Linked DNA regions of Mustela erminea: region 2 is linked to region 1. A link is a contact called in public Hi-C data. All regions are on one chromosome and are shown on one strand. Each heading gives the region's core, a stretch centred on a gene start, on an enhancer-like site or on the middle of the called end of the contact. The rest is flanking DNA. Distances are from core to core; before and after follow the strand shown. Region 1 holds the start of ATOX1 (copper transport protein ATOX1). Region 2 holds the start of SLC36A1 (proton-coupled amino acid transporter 1).

Region 1 (4,069 bases), core at 1,348-3,847:
ACAGGCACGGGGACAGGCGCCCGAGAACCTATCCCAACACATCCGTGAAGCCTTCTGCTGCGGCCTAAAGAGCGCAGGTCTCCTTTCATCCTCCACAGTAGAGGTCAGAAGCCAGGAGGCGGCTTCTGGGGGGCAAATGTTCCAATTTAGTGCTCTTCCCCTCGACTCGGGGTTGCTCGAGTCAGTTTGGGGGTGGCAGAAAATCTACTTAAGGACAGAGTAATCCATTCTTTACAGAGGATCCCAAGCCAGCCCCCGATCGCCTCAGCCCCTCAGACAGGCCTGTCACCTGTAAGGTTCTTTAAAGCAATGAAAAAGTTCAGTGAACTGTGCAATTCTTTAACAGAATCTCAGAACTGGAAGGACAGAAATGCAGTGGGATCACCTTGTCCGGCTCCCTCCCAGAGAAGGAAGTCTTTCTCAAATATCCAGGATATTGAGTCTTTGAATACAAAGTCGATTAGGAGTTTACTAATATTTGAATGCGGACTGCGTGCCAGGCATTGTTCTAAACACTCTGCAAACATTACTTTGTTTAATCATCACAAAGTTCCCATGAGATGGCCATTATTATCCTTTCTTGACAGACAAGGGAGCTGAGATTCAGAGGTTAGGTCACTCCCTTGGGGGTGACACAGGTAGTGAGGGAACCAAGCCGAGACTGAAAATGTCTTCAGAGCCTAAACTTTTAACCACTTGTTAAAAATGCGGTCCTTGTTAAAACGGGGTTAGCACCTGCCCGCCTCTAGTTCCACCCCACTTGTCCTAGGTCGACATCAGAGCTACCGTTTCTTGGGGACGAGCTAGGTCAGTGGCTATGCTACGTATTTTACTGGCGTTTTTCCAGGTAATACTAAGAGTCCTTTGAGGTTAGATTTTACCCCCTCCCCCCATTTTACAGATGAGGAAACAAAGGCACAGAGAAATAAAGCGGCTTGCCCAAGGTCACCCGGGTGAGAAGCAAGGGCACAGGGCTTTTCAAAGAGGCTTCCGAGATTCCAAATTTTTGTCTGAGTAACTCTCAGGTGACACTCTGACCAGTTTTGACCATAGCCCCTTGACTAATAGCCTCCTTTCTTCAGTTGCTCATCTTGTGATACGGTGCCAAGTGCCCTCTTCATTCTGACCATCCGCTCTGGAGGGTCACTTGTCCAAATCTCCAGAAGTGAACACACAACAGAGTGATCCTGAAGCTGGCCTTTCCCTCACTGCCACCCTCTCCAAAATGCTTGTGACCTCAACTATCCCAGTCACAGGCCGATTAATGCTGTCCTCCTAACATTGCCACAAGTAGGAGGGCTGATAATGTCAGCTTCTTTGTCCATACTTTGTGCTGTCTGAGGATCTGTCTCAAGGCACCTGGCAAGGCCCAAGAGAAATGACACCTGAGATGTTTGTGACTCGGCCCAGAGGGCCTCTGGGTTACCTGCCAGCTCCCGAAAGCTAGGCTGCTAAGACACAGGGCATCTGAGGGACACCTCTGGGTATCCATGTGAAGCAGAGCCATAAACTAGGCACCTGGGGGAAACTGCTTAACACCACATGACCCCAACCAAGATCTACAGGATGTACTTGGCAACACAGCTTACTCTCAATCCGGTAGAACTACTTTTGTCTGGCATTTATTTCCCAAGTGGTCAGGCCTGAAGCGATGGGAGCCTGAAGATAAGGGGCTTAATTCTGACTCCACCCAAAGCCTAAAGGAGACCTCCAGTAAGTTACTGCGCTTCTCTTTTTACCTGCCGAAGTCCTTAGTTTCTTACCTACAAAACGAGACCCTGAGCAACCACGTTTGTGCATGAAGACTGAGTGAGTGGCAAAGGCACCTAAGACCTGCTCATTCCTACCCAAACTCTCTTTGAGCAACTGGCAACTTTTGAGCAAGTCCCTTAGCGTCTCCTAGGTTCATGGGTTCAGGTTCAAAGTGATCGGTGAAAAGTTCAGCGTCGCCATGGGCCAGAGTGGGCAGAGGGAAGGAAGGAAAACCACGTACCTCTGAAAACCTGGACCTCTGAAAACCTGCCACGTCCAGGAGGCAACAGCCACCCGCGCCTCCCCCATTCCCCCTTTCAAGCCATTACCGAAGACAGGGGCAAACCGGGAAGGCGCGGGGTCTAGACGTCCCAGGTCCAGCTCGCCACCCGCTCACTGGGTGATCTCGGCGACTCTGCCCTTCCCTGGGTCTCAGTTTCCCCGTCTATGCAGGGAAGAATTGGGTCTGTAACCCCTGGAGGCCTTGCAGCTCCAATGTCCTGAGGCCTGACTCCTACATTAAAACCCTTTTCGGATCGGATTTTCTGGAGGGTCGCAGAAGCGGGCAGTAGATGGGGAGAGAGTGAGAAGAGAGGCAGGCAAAAGCCCCGGCTCCGCCCGAGCTCTAGAAGAGCGACGTGTGGCCGATCGGCGGCGGCCCGGGTCTGCGCGGGGCGGGAGCGAGGAGGCACTCACCGGCATGGCTGTGGAAGCGGCGGCAGCGGCGGCGGCGGCGGCGGCGTCGGGTGCGGGAGCGTCACTGCTGCCGGCTCCGAGGGCAGGCGCTGCCATGCTTCCGGGGCTGGGCTCCCGGAGGACCCGCCCCTCCCGCCAGGCCCCGCCCCCACCGGCCGGCCGGCAGTTAGGCCCTGCCCCCTGGCCCCGCGCGCGGGGAGCCGCTGGGCAGCCGTTGGCCGCCGTGGCGGGCGGGGCCGGAGATTCCCGGGCTCGCGCACCGCCGGGTCGGCCGGCCCCCAACCCCAACTGGTCATTTTTAGACCACTTGCTCCGTGTCAGGTGTGTCTTACGGGCTGGGAATGCCAGGGCCCCGCAGGGAAGACGGCAGACTCCGCCCCTCCCTAAAGGGACAATCACATTTACTGCGGTAAATGAGTCCCCACCCGGAGACCGCGCGGGGCTGGGTACCCAAGGTGCCCTCGTGAAAAAGACGTCGCCCAGTCGGGAGGCGAGGAAGCAGGCGGTGAAAAGGCAGTGTTAGAAGGGCTGTATCCTGGGAGCGGAGAAAGGATCTCTAACTCACACTGGGGTGTGTTGGGGGCGGGAGACAGGGTTCCGGAGGAGGCGGCTCGGGGCGGAGGTAATGAGAGTCAAGGGTGGAGAGTACCTTCCTCGGAAGAAGGGAGAGGAGCTATTTGGGAGGGAGGGAGGCAGAGGGAACAGCAAGTGCACAAGTGGGGAGACAGAGTGGGCTTGAGAGGCAGGCACAAAGTGAGGTGGAGAAATGAAGAGACAAGGCTATGAGATCCACAGCCATGGGGGAAGACCATGAAGGCAGAGGTGCTCTCAGACACTAACAGAGAAACAGGCCTGCAGTCAGGCCCCATCTCCTTACACGGGAGCATCGGGGCGGTGCGCCCTCCTTGCAAAGTCCAAGGAACCTGCCTGTCAGAGTCAGTAGTTTCAGAGAGCTCGAATCAACAGAACTGCTTGGACAGCTTATTAATAACCCAGCTTTCTAGGCTTTGCCCTTGCTTCACTGCCCCTTACTCTCAAGGTATACTTTTAGTACCCCTCCTCTGCTTGGTTTGGGGAACCACTGGCTGAGGAAAACTGTCGTTTTAATACATGAAAGCTTTTTGAGAAAGTGTGCTCATTATTCATTGTTTCACTTCCAATTTACCCTTTACGTTTGCTCTATGAAAATGGATCTAGACCCTTTTAAATTTTTTTAAAAAGGTTTTTATTTGGCAGAGAGCGTGCACAAGCAGGGGGAGCTGCAGAGAAAGAGAGAAGCAGACTGTTGAGTAAGGAGCCTGATGGTGGGGCTCGATCCCAGGACCCTGAAATTATGACCTGGGCCAAAGGCCAAAGCTTAATCAACCGAGCCACCCAGGTGCCCCAGTCTGGACCCTTTCAATATTTTCTTTTTCCTTTGCCCGCTGGCAGGATGTTGAACCTTGCTTGTCAGTAGAGGTCCTGGAGACACACTGGAGGGGGAAAGGATTTACTTCCTTATTCTAGTGTGCTCACTCTCCAGGCCCTTGCCATGTGGTCCGTTGCCCCATGCCCATCTTCTGAGGATGGCTTCCCGGCACCAGGCTCCTGCTGTTCCCAGGGACTGGCAGCACCTACCAGC
Region 2 (4,081 bases), core at 535-3,034, 280 kb before region 1:
GTGGATTTATATAGTCAGAAGGAGATATAATTTTGTTAATTTCTAATTAGGACTGCATAATGATAGGGTTGATAGAATCTTAACAGTATCTGAAAATGATGCCACCTATTTTTCAAGGGCATCTCTAGTGAGAGTGTGGTGGCCAGGTACAAGAAAGAATCCTTATTATGTCAATGCACCCCAAGAGCAAACTGGGGAAGGCAAATTCCCACTTCCATCAGTAATTCCAACAGGGAGTTCTGTGGTTCTCATGAGATCTGCCTTTCTTGACTAAGACATTAGAAAGAGCTGTAGAATCAATGAGATTTAAGGCCTGGAGGTGACATGGACTCAGAAGCATTCCAAGCACAGTTCCTGGCACTGAGCAATGAACTGGTGGGTTATTGCAGGGATGGAATGAACTCACTGCCCTTCCTATTTTAAACTGAGCATGAATCTGCATTCTTCTCTCTTTCCCTGGTGAAATGAACCAACGGGTACCATCGGTTATAGAACATATAAAGATTTTAAATGGATATATATAAAGTAATGTGTGCATATGAAGCAATTTAGACAGTATAGACAGTGAAGAGCAGAAGTCTTAAGCAAAACAGTAAGTACTGCTATTCACGATTCTATATTTTAATACCACAAATCTCTGTATGTCTCTCTCTACAAATAATTCTATAAATATATAATACAGGATATGGAGAATAATACATGCTGGTAACTGTGTAATTCTTTGGAGAAGAGAGCGAATTTGGAAGAAGGGAATTTTTCACTGTTTATATATTTATATATTGTCTAACATTTCTAAGAATATACTCATGTATTATATAATTTTTACTGACTATCTTAACAGCTTCATGGAGGTATAACTGACATACAATAAATTGCACATATTTTAAATTTTTTATTTCTTTTAAACTGCACGTACTGAATGTGTATAATTTGGTAATTTAAATCTATATTCACTTGTGAAATCATCACCACTATCAAGGTAGTGAAAATATTTGTCACCTGGCAAGTTTCCTTATGACCTTTCATAATCTCTCCTCTCCTGACCTCCCCACCTACTCCCAGGCAACCACTGATGTGTTTTCTGTCACTGACGATTATTTAACATCTTCTAAAATAGGAAATAAATGGAATATGTTTTCTGACTTCTTTTACTCAGCACAATTGTTTTAAGACTTATCCATTTTGTAGCCGTATCAGTAGTTTATTCTTTTTTGTGTGTGAATAATTACATAATTTTTATTTTATTTATTTATTTTTTAGTTACATAATTTTTAAAGGGAGAATTCAGGGCAAAGGAGGCAAGAGAAAGCTAGATAACACATACGCCTCAAACATCCTGAAATGTTGCCATCCATTTAAAAATGTGACTTAAGTGTTTAAATATACTGAAAAGATAATGTTGTCTTACCTCACACAGTCCCATTTCCACGAGCAACCAACCACAAATGGGTTTGTGTAAGCTTCGAAAAACCTGATAGGTGATTTTTTTTTAAAGATGTCTTTTTTTTGTATTATAAAAGCGACATATGCTCCCCGCGACGTGGTAAGGAAAACGCCGCGTGTGTAGACAGGAGCCCAGGGCTCAGGGGACAGAGCTCAAGGGACTCGCCGGCAGCGCTCCGAGCTCAGCGCCCCGCCCCGTTGTCCCAGGCCCCAGGCCCCCCGAGCACCGCCCTGCCTGCAATGACAACAACTGGTCGCCAGGTGGTGCTGCAGCGCCGGGTTCCGGAGCTTCGTGACAGAAGGGGAGCTACCGCCAGCGGGGACACGTGACCCGGGGCTCCGGCTGAGGCTCCGGCGTCACGTGACGCGGCCCGGAAGCCGCGAGCCCCGGCAGCTAAGGGGGATGGCAGGGGCTCGGCGCTGAGGCGAGGACAGGTGGGCTGCACGGAAGCGGGAGCCGGAGCCGGAGCTCGAGCGGTGAGTCTTCTCGTTGACCGGCCGGGGCTGCCGGCGAGTCACTGTCTCAGGCGGGACCCACGTCGCCTTCCTCGGGGGCGCAGCGGATGCTCGGGGTCAGGCACTGACCGACTTGGGGTGCGGGTCCGAGTCTCCCCGGCTTCCCACCCTCAGCCATGATAAGATTCGGGCACCCCTCCCGGGATGAGGCGAGCACTGTCTGGCGGCAGTCTCCCTTGACCTCCCCTTGCCGTTTGACAGGTGGGGAAACTGAGGTAGCGAGCTGGGAAGGGTCAGCCAGACGACGAGCCAGGGCTTCTTCCACGCTTCCCCAAGGGGCCCCGTCGCCTCGGGCAGGTCACGCGCCCTCTGTGAGAACCCTGCTTGGGGGACTTGCGATGGTGGGTCTTCAGGTCATAGAGCTCCAGAACTGGGACCCCTTCCCCCCCGCCGGTGCAGCCCCCTTCTAGGACAGTTGGGGAAATCGAGGCTCGGGGCTTGCCTAAGGTCACACAGTGAGTTAGTGGCAGCCCTGCGACTAGAATCCAAGTCTCCCCAGGCTCCAGCAGCGGCTTGCTTTTCAGCACACCGCCTCCTGCAGACAGCTTGACGTGTGAACGGCACCCTCTCCCGTCCTCTCCTCTTCTGGCGCTCCCTTTTTTTTAGCTCTGCATTCTCCATCCCCGGATTGGCTTGGTTCTGGGTGTGGTTCCCTGTTTCAGTGTTCACGATTTTTTCTGCAGCCTCATCACTCTGTAGGTTTTGCTTCCAACGTCCTGCTATTTTGTGTAAATGGTGCCGAAATACGAAATAGGAATTGGAGTAAGCTCCTGGGTGGGTAGGTGGCTCCCAGCAGGGGTTGTGGAGAGCCCTGGGGTTAACCTGAAGAATGTAAAGCCCCGGCTTTAGTTTTTCTGTAGCTTGCTTGTCTCCTTTGGAGAATGTTGGCTATTTGGATGCAACCATTGGAGGTTTGCTGAAATGAGATAGTGTCGTGGCGTGATGGAAAGAACCAAGACTGGGGAATTGGGAGATACTGTTCTAACTCTGACACTTGCTTTGCAACCTTGGGTGACTCCCATCCTGGAATACAGTGATGGAGTTGAATCCCTAAGGACCTCTTCTGCTCTGACATTCTGTACGTTTAGCTCTGTTTGTCTTCTAATCCGAGCGGGTTTTCCCCTGGGTACATTACTGTCGCCTTGTGACAAGGGTTAATCCAGTTGTCCAGGAAGCAGTCTCCCTACTCCACTCATTTCTAGGTTACCATGAGATCCCCCTCTTTCTTTATCTCTGTATTAAGTCCAATCTAAATGTTGGCAGCTGAGAATGATTTCGACTGTCTTTAATCACTTTAAACATGATCAAGGCCTTCTTTGACTCTTGTCGAGAGCCTTGTCCACAGTAATTAACTTGTACGTTGAGAGTATGTTTTCTTTAAAGATGTGGAGGAAGTAAAGAGGACACAAAGCGATGGTCTTTTCCTCGGAGTTTGAGACGGTGGGGTGGAGGCTGTGTGAAGAAGAGGCTGCTGTGATGCCGCTATTAAGCCTCTCTTCCTTTGCTTTCTGAGTGTGTCATTTATAATGGCCTGCTATTGAGTCCTTATTTTCCCTTTAAACCATATAGCTTTTCATTCAGCCTCATCTCTCTGCAGCTGGAGTGCTCAGAGCTGGCTTTGTCTATTTTAAAGGCAGATTCCATTTCTTCTGCAATATTCCAGAGACTACAATGAAGACCAGTGGATGCAAGTGCCAAAAGGGAAGTGGTTTTGGGTGAACTTAAGAACTTTCAAAGAATAAGAGCTCTTTTGTGTTTCAGCACAGAGCATGGAGGTCCCTGTCACTGAAGATAATTGTCACTGGGCAATTACTTTTGGGAATGCTATAGATTATGTTATTGTGTTGGGTAGAGCTTTGGACTAGGTAAAATTTGAGGTTTTCTTCTAACTCAGGGGTACTGTGAAACTCTGGGAGGGTTTCTTTTTTTAATTTATATATTTAACAGACAGACATCACAAGTAGGCAGAAAGAGAGGAAGGGAAGCAGGCTCCCTGCCGAGCAGAGAGTCCGATGTGGGGCTCCATCCCAGGACCCTGGGAACATGACCTGAGCTGAAGGCAGAGGCTTCAACCCACTGAGCCACCCAGGTGCCGCCTGGGAGGGACTTTTTAGCATGAAGA

The links. Hi-C and Micro-C count contacts between places; a contact is called where the count stands out from the background.
Region 2: a Hi-C map of fibroblasts shows a contact between it and region 1, with 4 times the contacts expected there. The contact joins the promoter of SLC36A1 here to the promoter of ATOX1 in region 1. A contact is called at or near these places in 2 of 3 Hi-C or Micro-C datasets (fibroblasts and spleen).

Annotation. Positions count from the first base shown.
Region 1 is chr3:121,439,808-121,443,876 of mMusErm1.Pri, reverse strand. It overlaps ATOX1 (copper transport protein ATOX1), which reads right to left and starts at 2,597. Exons shown (of 4, transcript XM_032337253.1): 1 at 2,449-2,597. The coding sequence starts at 2,544.
Region 2 is chr3:121,714,460-121,718,540 of mMusErm1.Pri, reverse strand. SLC36A1 (proton-coupled amino acid transporter 1) reads left to right here and starts at 1,784. Exons shown (of 10, transcript XM_032337259.1): 1 at 1,784-1,920.